Linked DNA regions of Mus musculus: regions 1 and 3 are each linked to region 2. Evidence: chromatin contacts called from public promoter capture Hi-C data. All regions are on one chromosome and are shown on one strand. Each heading gives the region's core, a stretch centred on a gene start, on an enhancer-like site or on the middle of the called end of the contact. The rest is flanking DNA. Distances are from core to core; before and after follow the strand shown.

Region 1 (2,909 bases), core at 320-2,819, 69 kb before region 2:
GTTCCTCTTTCACAACTGGAGAATAAACCTCCGGCCTCACAATCACTATGTACTGTACTGCTGAGCTGTACCCTCAGGCCATTTTAAATGATACAGAGTCTAAGTTACTCTACTGAGTGATCTTGCATTTTTTTTTTTTTCCGAGACAGGGTTTCGAGACAGGCTCTGTATAGCCCTGGCTGTCCTGGAACTCACTCTGTAGACTAGGCTGGCCTCAAACTCAGAAACCCACCTGCCTCTGCCTCCCAAGCGCTGGGATTAAAGGCATGTGCCACCACTGCCCGGTGATCTTGAACTCTTGAAGTCATGTGCAGTCAGGCAAGATTCTTTCTTCTCCCTCAACCTTCAGAACAGTTAAGGCAATAGGCATGCACTGTCAGACCTAGCTGATTTTTAAAGGCCAGTCCTACTGACAGCCTGTTCCCTCTTAAAAATTTAAAGGAAAAATCATGGTTTTGATCGTAGGAATGAGATTAAGAAATAGTTCATCACATACAAGTGTAATAAGCTTTTATTAAGTAATTAAGGGGACGCATCACAAATAGAAGCATGCAACCCAACTGAAATGAACCTGGGATTTTGGGAGCGGGAGGGGGCAGCGGTGGAAGCGCAAATCAGTTACAAAATCGGCCACTTCCTCACCCAAATGACAATAAGGTCCGGTCTGAAACGGAGGGAGCAAGTCTGACAGGGATGTCTGTTGTTCCTGGGTTTTGTAATGGTTTCCATGGCGCTTTAAGACCCGGCTATACTCAGGCTTGAGACTTCATAGCAGATGCCGCTAACCCCAACAAGATGGCTACGACCGTGAAACCCTGTGCAGCGATCCGGGTGCGCATCATGAGTTGGGATCGGTGGCTCTGGCCGCGGTGGAAGCAGTAAAGGCCATAGGTGAGGGCAGCCGCCGTCCCCAGACAGCCTGGGGAGAGGACAACACACGCGGGAGGCAACAGGTCGGGTCCTGCAGGTCCCTTAAGGATGTAGCCCGTCCCAGCTTTCCCAGAGCCACAACAGGAGGGCAGTTCTACAGTCTGCTTCATCTAGTCCCAAGCCCCGCAATGCATTCCGATTCGTTTCAGTCACCCCCCACCCCGCACCGTCATTTCGTCACACCTCTGGTCCGCTCCCCTTCCCAAACCCCAGGCTTACTTGATCCACCCCTATTTCCTTTCCCTACGAAACCGCTGTCCTCTCGGTCTTCCGTTCCTACAGCACACACTTACCTATAGGCACCATTGGGTTCTCACGGGTCTTGCGAATAAACTTTTCCTTAAAGCCCTCTGGGTTGGAGTAGACCGTGGGGCTGAAGCCCTCGATAACTGGGGGCTTGGACGGATCAAAAGGCGCCTCTGGACTCACAGGACCGGGAGCCGCCATACCCACCAGCACAGAAATAGGTAGGACACAAATCCGGACACCGGACCCCGCCTTCTGATGAGGTCACTACGGGGCGGGGAAATAGCTTGCTGAGTGTAGCACGCAGGCGCCATTGCCCGTTGCTTTCTGGGAGTTGTAGTAAGTGAATGTGGAGGCACTAACTACTAAAACTACATTTCCCAAGAATCCTTGCGCGCACGGGTGGACGGAGACTATTAACACGCGGCTCTGAGAGCGTGGTTCTTGAGTTTGAGCTGCTGTTTCAAGGGTTTGAGCTGCTGTTGGGGCAGTTAGCGAGATGCCCAAGGCTAAGGGAAAGACTCGGAGGCAGAAGTTCGGTTACAACGTCAACCGAAAGCGTCTGAACCGGAATGCTCGTCGGAAGGCAGCGCCACGGATTGAGTGGTGAGGGGCCAGTTTGGAGGCGGGGGCCTGGGCTGGGATCTAAGGTGAGGTGACAGAATCTCGATTTCTCTCTCTCTCTTTGATGTTAGTTCCCACATACGACATGCCTGGGACCACACCAAATCCGTGCGGCAGAACCTGGCGGAGATGGGGTTGGCCATGGACCCCAACAAGGCGGTTCCCCTCCGTAAGAAGAAGGTACTGATAACGCAAAGCACTTTCCCCATCTCCACACTAGCCGCTTCCTATTTTCCTTCCCACCTGACGTTCCTTCACTGAGCAGAGTTTCAGAATTTGTTCTCTCTCTCTCTCTCTCTCTCTCTCTCTCTCACACACACACACACACACTTACTTCCCATATTTGTGATAAAGTCATTTTGCTTGCACTAATTCTGGTCAAAGACCTTTAACGACCTCCTTTATTCACGCCCCCTCCTCTGCTTACCATTTCTTCTCAGGTCAGTGGAATTTTCTAGAATGTATCTTTTTCTGTCCCCCAGAGCTTGAGGGGTTTTTTTTGTTTTGTTGTTTTTTCGTTTTTCGAGACAGGGTTTTTCTGTATAGCCCTGGCTGTGCTGGAACTTACTTTGTAGACCAGGCTGGCCTCGAACTCAGAAATCTGCCTGCCTCTGCCTCCCAAGTGCTGGGATTAAAGGCGTGCACCAACACCCCCCGGCTTACCCCAAGAGTTTTTTTTTTTTTTTTTTTTTTTTTAGTAAAATTATAACTAAGCACTGGCAGGTAAGTCCTCCCCATGAAGAAGCTATCGGACATGGCTCCCTGTAACTTATAAAGCGCTCTTCATGCACATGGTTTTTGTGGTGCTACTACACAGCAGAGTAAGGAAAGCATAGATATAGGCAGAAAGATGAATTGCTTGTTAAAAATATTACTGTGGGTGTCATATGCAACTGTATGAACATATCATGTGTGGTGTGACATGTGAGTGTGAGCATTAACATACCATGTGTGGTGTGACATGTGAGTGTGAGCATGAGCATACTGTGTGTGGTATGACATGTGAGTGTGAGCATGAACATACCGTGTGTGGTGTGATCTGGTTCTAGTGACTTTGGGCAAGGATTTTCTGATACAAGACATAGTTGTGTTTCCATAGGGAATGTCCT
Region 2 (3,076 bases), core at 179-2,678:
GCTGGAGTGATGGCTCAGTAGTTAAGAGTATTGGCTACTCCCAGCATCCACAGGGTGTCTTTTCTACTCTCCATAGGCATAAGACACACATCTGGTACACAGATACAGTACAGGCAAAACACCCATACTTATTATAACCCATTATCTTGTCTCCCTGATTACACATGTCACTTTTCTATGATTTCTTAAATTTCACAATGATACTGCAGGATAGCATTGCCATCTCCATTATATACATGCAAAATCAGTTTTGAGGGACCAGGTGATTTACCCAAGGACTACACAGCTAAGTAGTAGTGGCAGACATTCAAATCCACTGTCCGCCTTGCCTGTTAAGGGCCTAGGGATATGTTCCTTTTTCCAATATGTAACCAGCTCTATCGCCTTTGTTTTGCTGAAACAGGATCTCACTTTGAAGCTCTGGCTAGCCTGGGACTCTCTATGCATACCAGGCTGTTTTTAAGAAAACCTCAATCATTTGATTTTTCCAATGACGACTCAGGAGCCAGATGCTGAGGTGAAGGCCTCCTAGCTCAGAGAGGCAGAGAAAGCACCCAGATGACCTTCCTCTATAGGTCTAAAAGAAAGAGGACATCCCAAAAGAAAGTTTTTCTCCATGCCCCGTCAAAAACCCTCAAACTGAATGTCCCTCCCTTCTACTTCCAGTGCATCTCTATATATCCTCCTGACTTACTCTTGCTGTTTTTCCTCCATGTTCACTCCTTATCTACTGGTTATTTGCTCCACCTCTCAACCTATTTAATCTCGTTTACAATAAACAGAAAGCTCTTGAATTAAAGGTGTGTGCTAGAGTTGAGCCACACCACAACTAGAAAAATGTTTTTTTTTCCCCCCTCTAGTTAATAATACAATCTTGGGGTTGGGGGTGGGGTGGGTTTACAGTGTATGTGATCAAATACCCTACAACAGGGGCCAGAGAGATGGCTCAGCAGTTAAGAGCACTGACTGCTCTTCCAGAGGTCCTGAGTTCAAATCCCAGCAACCACATGGTGGCTTACAACAATTCCCAGGAACCACGTGGTGGCTCACAACCATATGTAATGGGATCTGATGCCCTCTTCTGGTGTGTCTGAAGACAGCGACAGTGTACTCACATACATAAATTAAAAAAAAAAAAATCTTTGCCTTATCATAGGCCTGCAAACCAAACCTTTGACCTCTTTTTTAAAAATCCTGCAACATTTCCCCCTTTTTGTCTAAATAAAAAGGAAAGAGTTTAACTCTAACAAAATAAAACTATTTACAATAATGAAGACATTTCTGCCAAGCTTTCCACAATGTCCAGCATTGTATTGTATTTGGCAGGCCTAGGATGGAGTAATTTGAGTTCAAAGTTCTGTAAAATGTTCCTGTCAGTCTCCTATGAACTCAGCAATTTCAATGTCCTGAGCAGGTTGTAGTCCAAACCTGATCTTTGGGTGGTGTTTGTCACCTTAGTGGCAATCCTGGTTAGGTAGAATATAGCAGTCAACCCAAAGGTGTCCACTGTTTGCACTGATGCTGGCAGCAGAAGTGGCATAGGGCAGTTTTGTCCAGTGGTTGATGTTACCACAATGCAGGAAGATTGGCTGTTACAGGGCCCCATCATCTTCTCAGAGATCACAAGGTTATTGTTATTGCTTGGTAGAAGACTTAAACATTTTAAATGCCATATTCAGCAGATCTCTGAAAGATTTGAGGACCATGATGTATTAAGTATATCTGAAGTACACAAACTTTGTTCCTAGTTACCTGCTTCAGACTCAAACCTGAAAACAGCACGGGAAGCAGGTGAAGCTTATTTCTAGAATTAGTTAATATTCTGTATAACTCCTAGTATGACAGTAAGTCTATATACACATAATAATCTTACATATTTTTGAGATAATATTTATAGCTTAAGGAAAGTTTTAGAGTGTCAAATGAAGATCAAAAGATTATGAGAGTAGTGGTACTAGAACAGTCCCTTATTTCTTGTTTTCCTCTGTCCTATATGAGGAGGCTCCTCTGATATGAGACAGAGATTTGGGATTTCCCTTTAACAAGCATGTGTGGGTTTAGAGAAGGAGAGCTATGCTCAAACCCCAAAGCCAGCTTTAATTTTTTTATTTGTTTGTTTGTTTGTTGAGACAAGGGTTCTCTGTGTTGCCCTGGCTGACCTGGAACTCACTCTGTAGACCAGGCTGGCCTCGAACTCAGAAATCTGCCTGTCTCTGCCTCCCGAGTGCTGGGATTAAAGGTGTGCGCCACCATGCCTAGCTCAGCTTTAATTTTTAATTGAATTGGGACCACAGAAAGAGCATTTGCCACTCTGTCTGCAGAGGGCAGCAGAGATGAGCTGGAGGTGGGCGGTGCCACTTGGCCATCTATCTTACTGTTTCTTGATGATCAGTTCTTTCCTCAGATGTTTCACTTGTCCAGTGGTCTCTAGATTCCCTATTTGGATGTTTTTATTCTCCTTGAAAGATAAAAGAAAACCCTGCCCCAATGTTAACTCTGGGGGTGGGATTTTTTCTTTTTCTTTTTTTTTTTTTTTTTTTTTTTTTTTTGTGCAGGTTATATCTTTCCTAGGGCAAAATGTATTTTTGGCAACAGTAGGAAATTCTTTTTGAGTTTTAATCACTGTAATTTTTGTGTGCTTGCTTCTGCCTCTCAAGTGTTGGGATTAAAGGATTAAACCCAGCCACTGTCTGGCTATGGATTGCTCACAATAGTTATTCTCATAGAGTTGTCCTGGTTTAATTTGGTGCCCCATTTCCCCTTATTTTTTAGTGCTAGAGGTAAACTTTCAAGGTTTTCAAATGTGTAATCTATCATCCATGCTAATTTATTCTGAATTTGTTCCCTGGCAAATTTTAACATTCTAGAACTAGACAAACATGATGCCAATTTGTTCACTATTTCATTATTTTCTGATGTTTATGTTTGTATTACCTGCATGAGTTATATAATATTTGATGTCTTTGCTAAGTTTTTCTATGTTTCTCCATTTCCATTCATGCCTATGACCAGGTATCTTTGCCATTTACCTGACAGTTACTGGTCTTTCATTTGGATGGCCATATAGCTAGACCAT
Region 3 (3,135 bases), core at 433-2,932, 90 kb before region 2:
GGACTTGGGAGGCAGAGGCAGGCAGATTTCTGATTTCGAGGCCAGCCTGGTCTACAGAGTGAGTTCCAGGACAGTCAGAGCTACACAGAGAAACCCTGTCTCGGAAAACCAAAAAACTGAGTGAACAGAGTTGACTGGAGAGGGAGCAGAGGTCCTAAACCAATTCAATTCTGAAAAACCACATGAAGGCTCACAGCCATTTGCACAGCTACAGTGTCCTCACATAAATATATAAATAAATAAAAAAATTTCAAGTGGGGGAGGGGAACTGTTAGGGAGGGGATACCTGGGAGGCGTGAGATATGTGAGGGGGGAGCATATGCTCAAAATGCATTACTTGTTTGTATAAAATGACAAAGAGGGCTGTAGAGATGGCTCAGTGGTTAAGAGCACTGACTGCTCTTCCAGAGGTTCTGAGTTCAATTCCCAGCAACCACATGGTGGCTCACAACCATCTGTGATGTGATCTTGGTGCCTTCTTCTGTCCTACAGGCATATATGCAGGCAGAACACTGTATACATAATATATATATATGTATATGTATATATATATATATATATATATACACATATACACACACACACACACACACACACACACACACATATATACATATATATATATATATAAATTGACAAAGACTAAAAGAGAGGTACTCACCTGGCAGTGGTGGTGCTCGCCTTTAATCCCAGCATCCTAGAGGCAGAGACATGTGGATCTTTATGAATTTGAGGCCGGCCTTATCTACAGAGTGAGCTCCAGGATCAGCCAGGGATACATGGAGAAACCCTGTCTTGAAAAACAAAAACACAACCAAAAAAGATACTGTATTTTTGAAAAAGGTCTCCGGGTAGTGGTGGCGCATGCCTTTAATCCCAGCACTTGGGAGGCAGAGGCTGTTAGATTTCAGAGTTCGAGGCCAGCCTCGTCTTCAGAGTGAGTTCCAGGACAGCCAGGGCTATACAGAAAAACAGTCTCGAAATACAAAAAAAAAAAAAAAAAAAAAAAAAAATCACTACTTTGAAGCCAGCCTCAGCTATACAAGAATTTGAGGTCAAACAGGCTACTAAAAAACAAAACAACAACAACAAAAACCGCGAAAGTAATTGCAATGTGCAATGCGAGTTTGGCATACAATCTGCTGTCACAATACGTATATTAATTACCAAAGAAAAAAGCAGGCTCCACCTGTACTGTACTGAGTAATCAACGGGAACCTAACCAATAATGGGACAAACTGACCCTCTGCTCTAAGAACTAGAGAAAGAGCTCAAATTGAAAGACAAAACAATCAGCCAGTTAGTTGCCTTAAGGAACATCAATGTCACCAGACAGGGAGAAAGAGGAACAGTCCCTGATTTCAGGGGCTCATCACACAGATAGGGCGGCGGGATGCTTTACTCAGTCCTGAGAGAACAAGGCTCTGCTGTGCGCGCCTGGCACTCAAGCCTTTCCCAGCCTCAGCTCCCTCCTCCTACGCAGGAAGAGTACTCTTGTATCACGCAGCTCACAAAATCAGCTCTGGGAGAAACTTTTCGGTTCAATGCACCCGGTGCCAGCCCAGTGCTGCTGGCACGCTCTGGAGCCGAAGGTGGGCTTCGGGGGCTCGAACCGAGGGCGGGGCGACCACCCAGCCCCGCGGGCCCCGCCCTCGGCCGCTGACGTCACCGCATTCCCGCCGCGACTCCTCCCGCCGCCGCTGCAGCCGCAGTGACAGGCAAGCCGGGCGGGTGACGGGAAGTGCGGGCCGCGGGCGCGGGCGGGAGGTGACAGCAGCCACGCGGGGAAGATGGCTGAGGACTTCGGCTTCTTCTCATCGTCGGAGAGCGGGGCCCCGGAGGCCGCCGAGGAGGACCCAGCGGCCGCCTTCCTGGCCCAGCAGGAAAGCGAGATTGCTGGCATCGAGAATGACCCGGGTTTCGGGGCACCTGCCGCCAGCCAGGTGGCCTCTGCGCAGCCGGGACTCGCGAGCGGGGGTGAGTCAGCGCAGCGGCCTGGAACCGGGGAGGCTGAGGCCACCACCGGGGGCGGGAGGCCCAGTCTCGGTCAGACCCGGCCTGGGTCCCTGCTGTACTCTGAGTCCGGCTATCCAGGGTGACCAAGGGTACCTCGGGGGGCTGTGTGTATCCGTGAGGCCTGGGAAAAGAGGAAGGAGCCGGGAGATGAGTTGGAATCTGCGCTGAGACTGGATCTGCTGACTCTGGGGACAGGAATTTAGTCATGACATTTCATCCCCAGGCCAGCTTCTCCACCCTGGCTCTGGAACCCTCCCCCTGCTCAGTTCTGAGACTGTCCCAGTGTCCTAGCTAAGTGATACAGGTGTGGGACGGACACGTCCTCCTGACGTTAGCGTTAGCGTTCCTTTCTGCAGGGAAGCAGGGGGCGCTCAGAGAACTCGCAGCTCATCCTTTGGGGATCACCTGCAGTCCTGCAGCAGTGCGGGAGACAATGTTAATTACATATAATAATTTCATACACGTTACTGAACCCATTTTAGAACTGGCTTCAAAGGGTACACTATTAAAACAACTAGGAAGTAGCAATAAAGAATTCAACCCCTTCTTTCGGATGCTGAATTCTTCCTGTCCAGACCTCACAGTCCTTCATGGGCCCGACTGTAAGTCTAGGCAGGGGCACAAATGGCCAAGAGCTGTGCCCTTCCTGTTTGTAACTGTTTGTTTAGTGGATTTACAAAGGTGGCCCGGACCTCTGCGTGTGGCTTCAGACATAAGGGTTCAGGACCTTTTTCCTGCATTGTTATGTTTATCATTGATACTTCTGCCCCAAGGAACAATTTCTTATAAATATATTTAAATATTTAGTACAAATATGGACCTTCATGGTGACCCTCCTAGTAGACCTTGTTATTTTTTGGTGTCATGTTAAAGAGGTTTAATGGTCCTGTTGGAAATAAATATTGTATGTATACATTCATCTTTCTTTCCTTCCACACTTGCTGTGTTGCCGTCCCCACTGGGAACACAGAAGGAAGAAACTGTATCTATGGCCCAGCGTTTGAAGAAACTCTGACATAAGTGTAATAAGCCTTTTGTAACATACACGGAACTGGAGTTTGAGGGGCTATCAGGATGGCTTGTCAAGTAAATGTAAATCAGCCCAGCCTGGTGACACCT

Evidence for each region. Promoter capture Hi-C pulls out the DNA fragments that hold promoters and counts their contacts.
Region 1: a promoter capture Hi-C map of liver shows a contact between it and region 2. The contact joins the promoter of Nop16 here to the enhancer-like site in region 2. A contact is called at or near these places in 1 of 39 promoter capture datasets (liver), 3 of 115 datasets of contacts at active chromatin or transcription factors (the SCID.adh cell line and embryonic stem cells) and 3 of 9 other capture datasets (adipose tissue, liver and pancreatic islet).
Region 3: a promoter capture Hi-C map of liver shows a contact between it and region 2. The contact joins the promoter of Cltb here to the enhancer-like site in region 2. A contact is called at or near these places in 6 of 39 promoter capture datasets (embryonic stem cells, liver, macrophages and 1 more), 4 of 484 Hi-C or Micro-C datasets (cortical glia, liver and nephron progenitors), 6 of 115 datasets of contacts at active chromatin or transcription factors (the SCID.adh cell line, embryonic stem cells and epiblast stem cells) and 3 of 9 other capture datasets (adipose tissue, liver and pancreatic islet).

Annotation. Positions count from the first base shown.
Region 1 is chr13:54,588,734-54,591,642 of GRCm38.p6, reverse strand. It overlaps Nop16 (NOP16 nucleolar protein), which reads left to right and starts at 1,569. Exons shown (of 5, transcript NM_178605.4): 1 at 1,569-1,782; 2 at 1,872-1,980. The coding sequence starts at 1,676. It overlaps Higd2a (HIG1 domain family, member 2A), which reads right to left and starts at 1,412. Exons shown (of 2, transcript NM_025933.3): 1 at 1,224-1,412; 2 at 496-919. The coding sequence starts at 1,377. The coding sequence ends at 753.
Region 2 is chr13:54,519,668-54,522,743 of GRCm38.p6, reverse strand. The region is part of intron 1 of Simc1 (SUMO-interacting motifs containing 1); the gene reads right to left. Among named protein-coding and RNA genes, the nearest start is that of Simc1, 17 kb to the right of the region's middle. Within about 2 kb of position 1,428, at least 2 of the 459 cell types and tissues checked have an H3K27ac peak or open chromatin away from gene starts, as enhancers often do. A contact at or near this core is called in liver, where this site is marked.
Region 3 is chr13:54,609,920-54,613,054 of GRCm38.p6, reverse strand. Cltb (clathrin, light polypeptide (Lcb)) reads left to right here and starts at 1,682. Exons shown (of 6, transcript NM_001347512.1): 1 at 1,682-1,977. The coding sequence starts at 1,791.